Regions from separate parts of the Sus scrofa genome. Here all the other regions are linked to region 3. Evidence: chromatin contacts called from public HiChIP or PLAC-seq data. All regions are on one chromosome and are shown on one strand. The core of a region is the stretch at or near the end of the contact, and the rest is flanking DNA. Distances in the headings are between cores, read along the strand shown. Region 1 has its middle 47 kb from the start of SCGB1A1. Region 2 has its middle 25 kb from the start of SCGB1A1. Region 3 holds the start of AHNAK (neuroblast differentiation-associated protein AHNAK).

Evidence for each region. HiChIP or PLAC-seq counts read pairs in DNA pulled down with a chosen protein or histone mark.
Region 1: a contact with region 3 is called in an H3K27ac HiChIP or PLAC-seq map of skeletal muscle. The contact joins the enhancer-like site here to the promoter of AHNAK in region 3. A contact is called at or near these places in 1 of 5 promoter capture datasets (fetal liver), 3 of 47 Hi-C or Micro-C datasets (embryonic fibroblasts, heart right ventricle and liver) and 2 of 2 datasets of contacts at active chromatin or transcription factors (alveolar macrophages and skeletal muscle).
Region 2: a contact with region 3 is called in an H3K27ac HiChIP or PLAC-seq map of skeletal muscle. The contact joins the enhancer-like site here to the promoter of AHNAK in region 3. A contact is called at or near these places in 2 of 5 promoter capture datasets (fetal liver and skeletal muscle), 11 of 47 Hi-C or Micro-C datasets (adipose tissue, alveolar macrophages, embryonic fibroblasts and 7 more) and 2 of 2 datasets of contacts at active chromatin or transcription factors (alveolar macrophages and skeletal muscle).

The regions. Positions count from the first base shown.
Region 1 is chr2:9,253,785-9,256,843 of Sscrofa11.1, forward strand. No RefSeq gene overlaps it. Among named protein-coding and RNA genes, the nearest start is that of SCGB1A1, 47 kb to the right of the region's middle. Within about 2 kb of position 1,622, at least 21 of the 83 cell types and tissues checked have an H3K27ac peak or open chromatin away from gene starts, as enhancers often do. A contact at or near this core is called in skeletal muscle, where this site is marked.
Region 2 is chr2:9,275,917-9,278,840 of Sscrofa11.1, forward strand. No RefSeq gene overlaps it. Among named protein-coding and RNA genes, the nearest start is that of SCGB1A1, 25 kb to the right of the region's middle. Within about 2 kb of position 1,490, at least 36 of the 83 cell types and tissues checked have an H3K27ac peak or open chromatin away from gene starts, as enhancers often do. A contact at or near this core is called in adipose tissue, alveolar macrophages, fetal skeletal muscle and 4 more, where this site is marked.
Region 3 is chr2:9,185,388-9,188,316 of Sscrofa11.1, forward strand. AHNAK (neuroblast differentiation-associated protein AHNAK) reads left to right here and starts at 1,597. Exons shown (of 10, transcript XM_013994215.2): 1 at 1,597-1,725.

The sequences.
Region 1 (3,059 bases), core at 372-2,871, 68 kb after region 3:
CAGGCCCCAGACTATGCAAGTAAATGGATCTCTTAAAAAAAAAAATGAAGATATTAAAAATGTGCAACTTTCTCATTAGGGTAAGGCTGCAGGAGACGCACTTTGTAATCTTAACTGTCATCATTTGTGAAACACTTTTATCCCGAAAGGTCTGGGAGGTATTAAAACGGTTTTAGGGCGGGTGTAGACGTTCCTCTTCTCTGAACATGGCTGGGGGTGGTCAATTTGGGAGAAGTTCAAAGAGAAGGAAAAAAGAAAAGAAGAGGCACTTTTTTTGCTTTTTAGGGTTGCACCTGTGTCATATGGGGGTTCCCAGGCTAGGGTTGAATCGCAGCTTCAGCCACTGGTCTACACCACAGGCACTGCAACTTGGATCCAAGCCACGTCTGCGACCTACACCACACAGCTCGAGGCAATGCCTGGATCCTTAACCCATTAAGCGAGGCCAGGGATTGAACCTGAGTCCTTGTGAGACTAGTTGGGTTCGTTTCCATGGAGCCATGACAGGAACTCCAGAGAGTTTTCTATGAGGGTTCTCTTGAGGTCTAGAAAGTGGTTGAAATGGCCCGTGTGAGAGCTGCACCAAGTGTCCTGGGTCCATGGTGGGGGGCTGGGGAGAGAGCGTGGGCAGGGCCTGAGGGGTCCACTTTTGGCATGAGGAGGCCTGGTGGGGGCAGCCTCACCCCTCCCGGCCCCTGGGCTCTGGCTGAGAGGAAAGGAATGCGTGTGCTGACCAGACCTGCCTGGCCGAGTCTGTGGGAGGCACAGGCCGTCCCAAGAAACCACAGGGGATAGTGGGTGAAGAGATAAGGAGGCCAAAAGCTTTTAAGATAACACTGTCTCCTTAGGGAGTGGTTCCCCAGAGCTAAGGCAGCTGAAACGGATTCCAAGCTAGTTCCCACCGGGGCTGTTGATTCCTGAGGGCCGTTGGGATCCAGAAGCCTCTGAGTGTACCAGGATTCCCGTTGCCCTGGTCCGTATTTCCCAGCCTCACCACCTGGCCTCTGCTCCTTCTCAAACAGATCAGTGGCCCCTGGGCCTTTGCACATGTCAACTCCTTTGGCCAGGAACGCCCTGGCCACCCTCTAAGTCAATGAGCTCTCAGCATTTGGTCAGCCTTCACCCTCTCAGGAAAGCCTTGACCCTGGGCTGGGCTGAGATCCCTTTTGAAGTGCTCAGATGTTTCCCTGCCCCTCCCCGAGGCTGGGGGCAGCACTGGCTGGGCAGGCAGGCCAGTGTGACGTGGTCTGGGGCCAGCCCCACCGCTCCAGCCCCTGGGCTCTTGCCGAGAGGCATGGAATGTGTGTGCTGACCGGACCTGCCTGGCAGAGGGAAGTCAGGAACCTCCTTAGGAATTGCCAGGTGGTGCTTCTGGCAGGTAACTCTTTGGAGGCCTGGGGGTGGGTGGGGGTCTGTGTGCAAGAGCAAGGACAGCCACGGGACACTGTGGCCTTGGCTTGCCACCCAGCCTGCTCCATGACGTTTGTGAACCCACTGAATGTCAAACTCACTTTTGCTGAGCAGCTCCCACATGCCTGGCACTTTATATTCCTTATCTCATGTCACCCGCCCAAGAGCAGGCGAGGGAGGTCTCGTGTCCACTTCCAGCCAAGGGAATTTGGGCTCAGTATGTTCTGTGACTTGTCCGAGGTTACACAGCTAAGAGGCCATAGCTATTCCTGGCTCTCAGGCTGCGGGTGTGTCGAATCCCTGGGGAGCTGGTTAAAAAAACCTGGGTTTCCTTGCCCCACTCCTGAGATTCTGATTTTGTCATAGCCTTGTATTTTTCATTGTTCTAAAATATACGGAATTGAAAATGTACCATTTTAACCATGGACGTGCCCAGCTCGGTGGCATTAGTACCTCCGCATTGTTGGGCAGCCATCGCCGCCAACTCCAGAATATTTTTCTCATCTTTGCAAACTGAACTCTGTCCCATTAAACAACAGTGTCCCCTCCCCCCCCCAGCCCCTGGTGACCACCACCCTACTTCTGTCTCTGAATTTGACTACGCCCAGACCTCCGTAAGTGAAATCATGTAGTGTGCGTCCTTGAGGGTCTGGCTTGTGTCACTGTCACAGTATTTTAAACAAGGGCCCCTGGCAATCTTCACGTAGAGGTCTGGACCTCTCCGAGGAATTCTGGCAGAGGCTGGGGGGTGAGGGGAACCGCTGTCCTGGCACAGGCTTTGCTGGCTGATTTATATGGATGGAGGGCTGGGATGAGTCAGGGCGTGTGGGCTGAGAGGTAGGAAGGGGGTTGGTATGGCGACAGAGGGACACTGGGGCAGCACTGGCTGGTTTCTGGCAGGTGTTGACCAAGACCTAAGAACTCAGGGCAGGAAGATGGGAGGGACAATTGTGTGGACTGCTCAGTTCGGGAGGATCCATGAGCTGTGGGTCACAGGCCAGGGGGAGGAGGCGACCAGGGAAGACCGGAGTGGGGAAGGGGCTTGGGGTAGGGAAGGGTGTGTGGGACCCACAGGGGCTGGGCGAGTGCCTCATCGGGCAAGCCCAGGGGAGGCACCCACAGAAGAAGCAGGCACCAGATCCACTCCAGCTCTAGAGATGAGTGGTGTAGATGGCGTGGGAAGGCAGAGCAAGGCACAGGGTTGGAAGATGCGGGAGAGGGGCCCGTGGACGCTGGAGAAGTGGTTAACACGGAGCCAGCCCTGGGCCTCAACCAGGAGATTGTGCATCCTGACTCTTGAGCAGGCAGACGCCGGACCCCCGGGAGCTGTCCAGAGCCCTTGCGGGCGTGGGAGAGGCAAGGCGGCAAGGACGCCCCCTCCCCAAGGAACACGGCCACACGGGCCTCTCTCGACCTTTTCCTGACATCTCATCTCTCTTTATTCATGCGCTTCTTTCTTTTCTGGGCTCCTCTTGTCTTCCCAGATGCTCTTTCTCTGAACTGCCACGGAGGATGGAGCGAAGGCGCATGTTCTGCACCTGCGCAGGCATCTCGCTCTCCGGCCCCCACTCCTCCCGCTTCGCCCCCCTCTTCCCTGCCTCCTATTGGCTGCCTGGCCCCAGGCTCGGCTCCACCCATTTCTGTACCTC
Region 2 (2,924 bases), core at 240-2,739, 90 kb after region 3:
TATTCAAATCGTAGCTATGGCTGCAGCAAAAAAGCAAACAGAAGTTTGACTAGATACATCAGCTCAATATTCCACAACACTGGAGGCTCATGTCTGCTTATGTAGGAGGCATAAAACACAACATTATGTTACAATGAATAATAGCCCCAACAGGAAAAAAAAAAAATGCATTTGTAAGGAAAAGTTCTTGGCAGGAATGTTGAGATGCTGAGTTGGTAAGACTGACACTAGCTCTGTGTGTCTCCTCTTCCAAGACTCCTTACCATCCAGCCACATCATGTGTTGCCTCTTGGGTTCTGAAGGGGACACGTCTGAGTCTACTCTGTGGTCACCCTCGGTATCTGGCATGTGGGGTAGGACTTTGAGCTCCACGCCCATCTCAGAATCACTGGGGTGGAGGATGTTGGTAAGAAGTGGGGATCATTTGCCCCAACTGGATGAGTTCCTGTTATGGCTCAGCGGGTTAAGAACTCAAATAGTATCCATGAGGACGTGGGTTCCATCTTTGGCCTTGTTCAGTGGGTTAAGGATCTAGGATGTTGCCACAAGCTTCAGTGTAAGTTGTAGAGATGGCTCAGATTCGGCGTTGCTCTGGCTGTGGTGCAGGCCAGTAGCTGCAGTCCCGATTCAACACCTAGCCTGAGAACTTCCATATGCCGCAGGTGCAGTCCTAAAAAGAAAAGAAAAAAAAAAATAATAATGGAGTTCCTGTCATGGCTCAGTGGTTAATGAATCTGACCAACATCCATGGGGATGAAAGTTCGATCCCTGGCCTTGCTCAGTGGGTTAAGGATCCGGCATTGCCGTGAGCTGTGGCATAGGTCACAGATGTGGCTTGGATCTGGCGTTGCTGTGGCTGTGACATAGGCCAGCAGCTGTAGCTCCGATTCGAGCCCTAGCCTGGGAACCTCCATATGCTGTGGGTGCAGCCCTAAAAAAAAGAAAAAAAGAAAAAGAAAAAAAATGATAAAGCTACCCCACCAACTGGCTGAGTCCTGCTCATCCAGCTGGGTCACCTGGACCCCACTTTATCCCTCATGGGATGCTGTGGAGAGTCTATGAGTTTAAACCTGTGACGTGTTTTAGGGGATTGCCCAGAGGGAATCGGTTACTCAATCAACAAACACAGAGTGCCTGTAACTCATCCCTGTTGTGCCTTGTGGGAAGGTAGCACCCAGCTAGAGAAGGAAAATAGAGACTGCAAACATCAACAGAGAATAGAGAGGCCTGGGGACCAGCCCTTCCCATGTGGCTGGAGAGCTGGTCCTGGAGGGTGAGCAGCTGCTGGGTGGGGCGTGCTGTCAGCCAGCCCTGCTTCATCTCCTGGCAGGCGGAGCAGGGAGAAAAGAGAATCTGGTATTCATTGTGTGGTTGTTTCTAATTTCCTTCTGCTTTCGAGATCCTCTTCTGAGGCAGAACAATGACCCGAGAGGCTTAGGCTTCCTTGGCCTGGCACCCGCCCAGCTCCGGGGAGGCAGCGCCCAGGAGGATGCAATGGCCCTCCCGCCTCTTGAAGGCAGATGGCATTTGAGTCCCGTCTTTCGAGAATCTCTGGGGACTGTGGGACGTGATGACTCGTGCAAATCCCAGCCTTTGGATTGTTCTTATATCCCTGGGGCTTTGAGTGGGTTCCCCCAGTCCTATTTATGAGTATTCTTTTAAAGCATTCCTGAGTTCCCATTGTGGCTCAGTGGAAACGAACTTGATTAGTACCCATGAGGATGCGAGGTTGATCCCTGGCCTCGATCAGTGGGTTAAGGATCGGGTGTTGCCATGAGCTGCCGTGTAGGTTGCAGAGGAGGCTTGGAGCCCTCGTGGCTGTGGCTCTGGGGTAGGCTGGCAGCTGTAGCTCCAATTGGATCCCTAGCCGAAATACATACATACATACATACATATAACTTTTCCTATTTGCCATTGAAGAACAGTGGTTCCTGTACCATCAGAGGCTGGGCGAGCAGAGGGGGCTGTAGGACCCACGGGACCCCCCTGTGAGCTCTCGATTCTGGAGTCACAAGGCTGCCCCATGCTGCTGTGACTCCAGCAGGACGGGGAGGGTGCGGGGTCCCTGAGCACATTGTCCAGCTCACAGACCAGCACCAGGGAGGGATCCTCGGCCCAGGACCCCGGGGCTGACATTTCCCGGGCTGGTGCCTCACGAGGCCAGCTGGGGGCAGACAGCCCAGGCTCATGTCCAGAGAATGGGTGCGGTTTCCTCATTCCTCCCTGCCGTCATACTTGGCCTCTTATTTGTGGATTTTCGTATTTATCACCCTTGCTGGATGTCTCTTTCATCACCAGAAAGCAGAGAGAATCTCAAAGGAGTGACCCACATGTGTAGAGGGGCAGAGTTGGCCAGAGGGCACTCTGACTACCATGGTCAAGTCTACTGAGAAAGAGGCTCTGAGAATGGCAGGTGGGAATAAGAGGAGCCAGGGGCCACACAGCCCTGAAAAGGTCTATGGCTGGTGTCAGCTGTCCTCAAGATGTGACGGGGCCAGAGCAGGGCCCCCTGCTTGAGCCATTCAAGGGCCACCATCCAACGAGTATCCATGAGAATGCCGGTTCGATCCCTGGTGTCGCCCAGTGGGTTAAGAATCTGGGGTTGCCCTGAGCTGTGGTGTAGGTGGCAGATCCCACGTTGTGACAGCTGTGGTGGAGGCCGGCAGTTGCAGCTCCGATTCAACCCCTAACCTAGGAACCTCCATATGTCATGGGTGTGGCCCTAAGGGACAAAATAAATAAATGAACAAAACAAAACCTTACATGTAATTAGAAAAAAAGTCTTTACGTCACTACCGTAAAGGAAACCCGTGTGTTTTCTAATAAGCACTGAGACAAATTCATAATTGTTTAAGTAAAAACATTCATCATGTACCACTAAAGTCTTGTCCACTACCTCAGGCTTTTCTTGGTGTAGGCTTTTT
Region 3 (2,929 bases), core at 347-2,846:
CGTGGGAGGAGCGCGGAGTGGGCATCTCAGGGCACTCGCTGGGCTCCAGGCACCACGTGGGGACGGCTTCGGCGCCTCTGCGCATTACGGTCACCGAGAATTGTGTGCCTTGTGCGTGCTCGCGCCTTTCGCAGGGCGTGGCTGCCGGGGTGGAGGTGGCGAGGTCCCTCCAGGGAGCCTGCTGCTGAGTGCCCTGCTCCGTAGAGTGGGTTTGTGGAAAGGCAGGGTGGGATCCTCCCATGGCAATGTGCTCCTTCGAGAATGACTTGGACTTTCCAGAGAAAAAGGGATCCAGCTAGTTACCTCTGCGTCCCCAGCATAGCGCTGGGCTCCCAATAATCCACCCCCCACCCCACCCCAGCAATAACTGGTTTTGAAAGTTTTCTCTACTAGACTCCAGCCCCTGACTGTAGGATCCCGTGCTCTTCTGGGTGCAGCCTAACAAGTGATAGGAACTGGGTTGATTTTTGTGGGACACAGTGATGCCTGGGGTGCAGGGGCTGGGGGGTGGTGGCCTGTGGCTACAGGTGAAGTCAAGGGAGTGGGGAGGAGGGAAGGAGGGAGGCTGAAGATGCCTTGGAAGGCCTTTTAGGGCCTCCTTGCCTGTGCTGGGTCTAAATTAGGGGAGTAGCTTCTTTTTTGTTGGCTGTCCCTGCGGCATGGGCATGCGGAAGGTCCTGGGCCAGGGATCGAACCCAGGTCGCTGCAGTGACAAGGCCAGATCCTTAACCTGCTGCACTACAAGGGAACTCCTGGGGAGTCAATTCTGCTTTCATTCTCCTGCCCCCCATAAGGGTGATCCCAGGGGCAGGGTGTGGCACTCACTTCCTTTTCGAAGCTGAATGGGGAAGCTTCCTAGTCCCTGGCCCCCAGGGATGCTGGGCTGGGCCAGAACTTGGCTTGCGTGTGGAGTGGGAAGTAGAAGGGAGTCCCAGCCTTAGGGGTACTGCCTTGTTCCTAGCTGTGCGATGAGGGGGACTGGGGAGAGGACCTGGGACCGTGAGAGCTGGACTAGCAGAGGACGAGGGTTCTGGAATATCGCTAGCGAGGACTGGAGGGTGTCTGAGCCCCTCCCCAAAGCCCTGTCCTTAAAGGTTATCTGCTGGGACATTGTTCAGAGAACCGGGACACACGGGGAGCCACCAAAGTCCCGTGGGGCTTAGTGCTACTCTGGGGTCCTGGCCCGGGTTACCTTTTGAAGAGCTAACCCCGCAGAGCCGAGGGTTTGCTTCAGGAGGGCGAGGCTCCAGGTCCAGGGATCTAAGTGGGACACAAGAGAGCGATCTGTGGGAGACCTGTGGAGGGAGAAGGCCAGCATCGGTCAAAGGCAGGGAATAGGCTGGGGGTCCCTGGGGTCACCTTAGTCCCAGGGGGCCGTGGGTGGAGGTGCCCGGGCACTGCCGGGCTGGATTCCTTAGCTCATTTGCAATTGGCTGGCTGGCCCTGGCAGAGCACGCCACTCAGAGCCTGAGGAGCTGGTTTGAGGGGTTGGGGCAAAGCTGTGGGGGTGGTGGGGGTGGGTGGGGCTCTGGGGTGTGGTCACCACCTTCCTGGGAACTTGGGAACCGCCTGGGGACAGGCAGACAGACTGGGAGAGCTAGTCGGACTCCTGCCCTGCTGGGAACTCTCCCCTGCTGGCTCTGTGTCCCCCACCCCCCACTCCCAGAAGCCCCCAGCTTCTCTCCCTGGAGCAAGGCTGACCGTTTGCGCATGCCCTGGAGAGAGGTTAGAATGGGACCTTTTGGTGGGTGGGTATGTAGGGCCTTCTGCTCTTCCTTTGGTCCCCCATGGGCTTCATCCAGACGCCCAGGGAGGGCAGCTGGCATTTCCCTGAGCTGCAACCATCCCACTGGGTTCCCAGGCCTTCCTGAGCATGCGCAGTTTCCTCCAGCCCTGGGCAAGCCTGCGGAGGTGTGGGGGCCCCGTGGGTGGGCCACAGCGGGCTCAGCAGGAGTGTGTGTTTTGATGGAGCCCCTCTTCTTCATCAGGGGGACAGCTGGGCTGGGCTTGGGTCTGGGGTTGCTCTTTCACCGTGGTGTCAAGTCCCTGTAACCACTTGTGTCATAGCAGCGAGATACGTGTTATTACCTATGAGGGGGGTGTCTCCGGCTGTGCGTGGTGGTCCTGGATGTGTCACCTCTGCTTGCCTCTGGGGCTCACGGGGCAGAGGACAGCAATGGCACTCCGCCCTGGTGGTGGAGGTTTCTTGGGGCTGCAGGGGTTGTAGGTAAGGACTAAAGTAAGTTTCTCCGGCCCAGAGGGGTTCGGGGGTCCCGGGGTTTGTGTCCGGAAGCCCCAGAGAGAGGGTGAGCACAGCCCTGGGATGAGGCCCTGGCCGATGGAGTCCGAGCGAGGCGCTGCACACGGCCGGTCAGGGAGGGGCATCCTGCTCGGTCCCCGGGGGCCGGAGCGGAGGTTCTAGGGGAAGGGGAAGCGCCTGGCTTTGCGTCCTGGCCGGGCTGGGGGCGGCTCTTTGGCAGCTGGGCCGAGTGGCCGGGCCCCAGCCCCTGCACTAGCGAAGCCCCGCCACTGGGCGGAGAGCTTGGCCTCCGCCTGGGCGGAGGGCGGCTCCCAAACTGATCCACCCCCCAGGGTGAGACTTCGCCGCTCTCCTCGCCCCGGCTCCTCCCGCCCCCGCAGGAAGACAACCCCCTCCGAGCTGGGGTCTTAATCCCTGGTGTTGTGGGTCAAAGCCCATTCTTTTCTGGCGCGGTGATCAGGCGTGGAGACTTCCTGCTGGGGAATGTAAGCTGTCCCCAGTTCCTGCCACAAAGAGAGGGGAGTCCCTCTTAGGGAACGAAAAAGGGATTTCTCTCCCCGCAGGAAGCATGAACTTGGAGCTCTGGGACTAGGAGTGGGAGGGGCCAGGGGACAGAGGTGGGGACAGGCGGCAGGGCGGAGCCCAGAAATCCGCCGCCGGCTGGGGTGG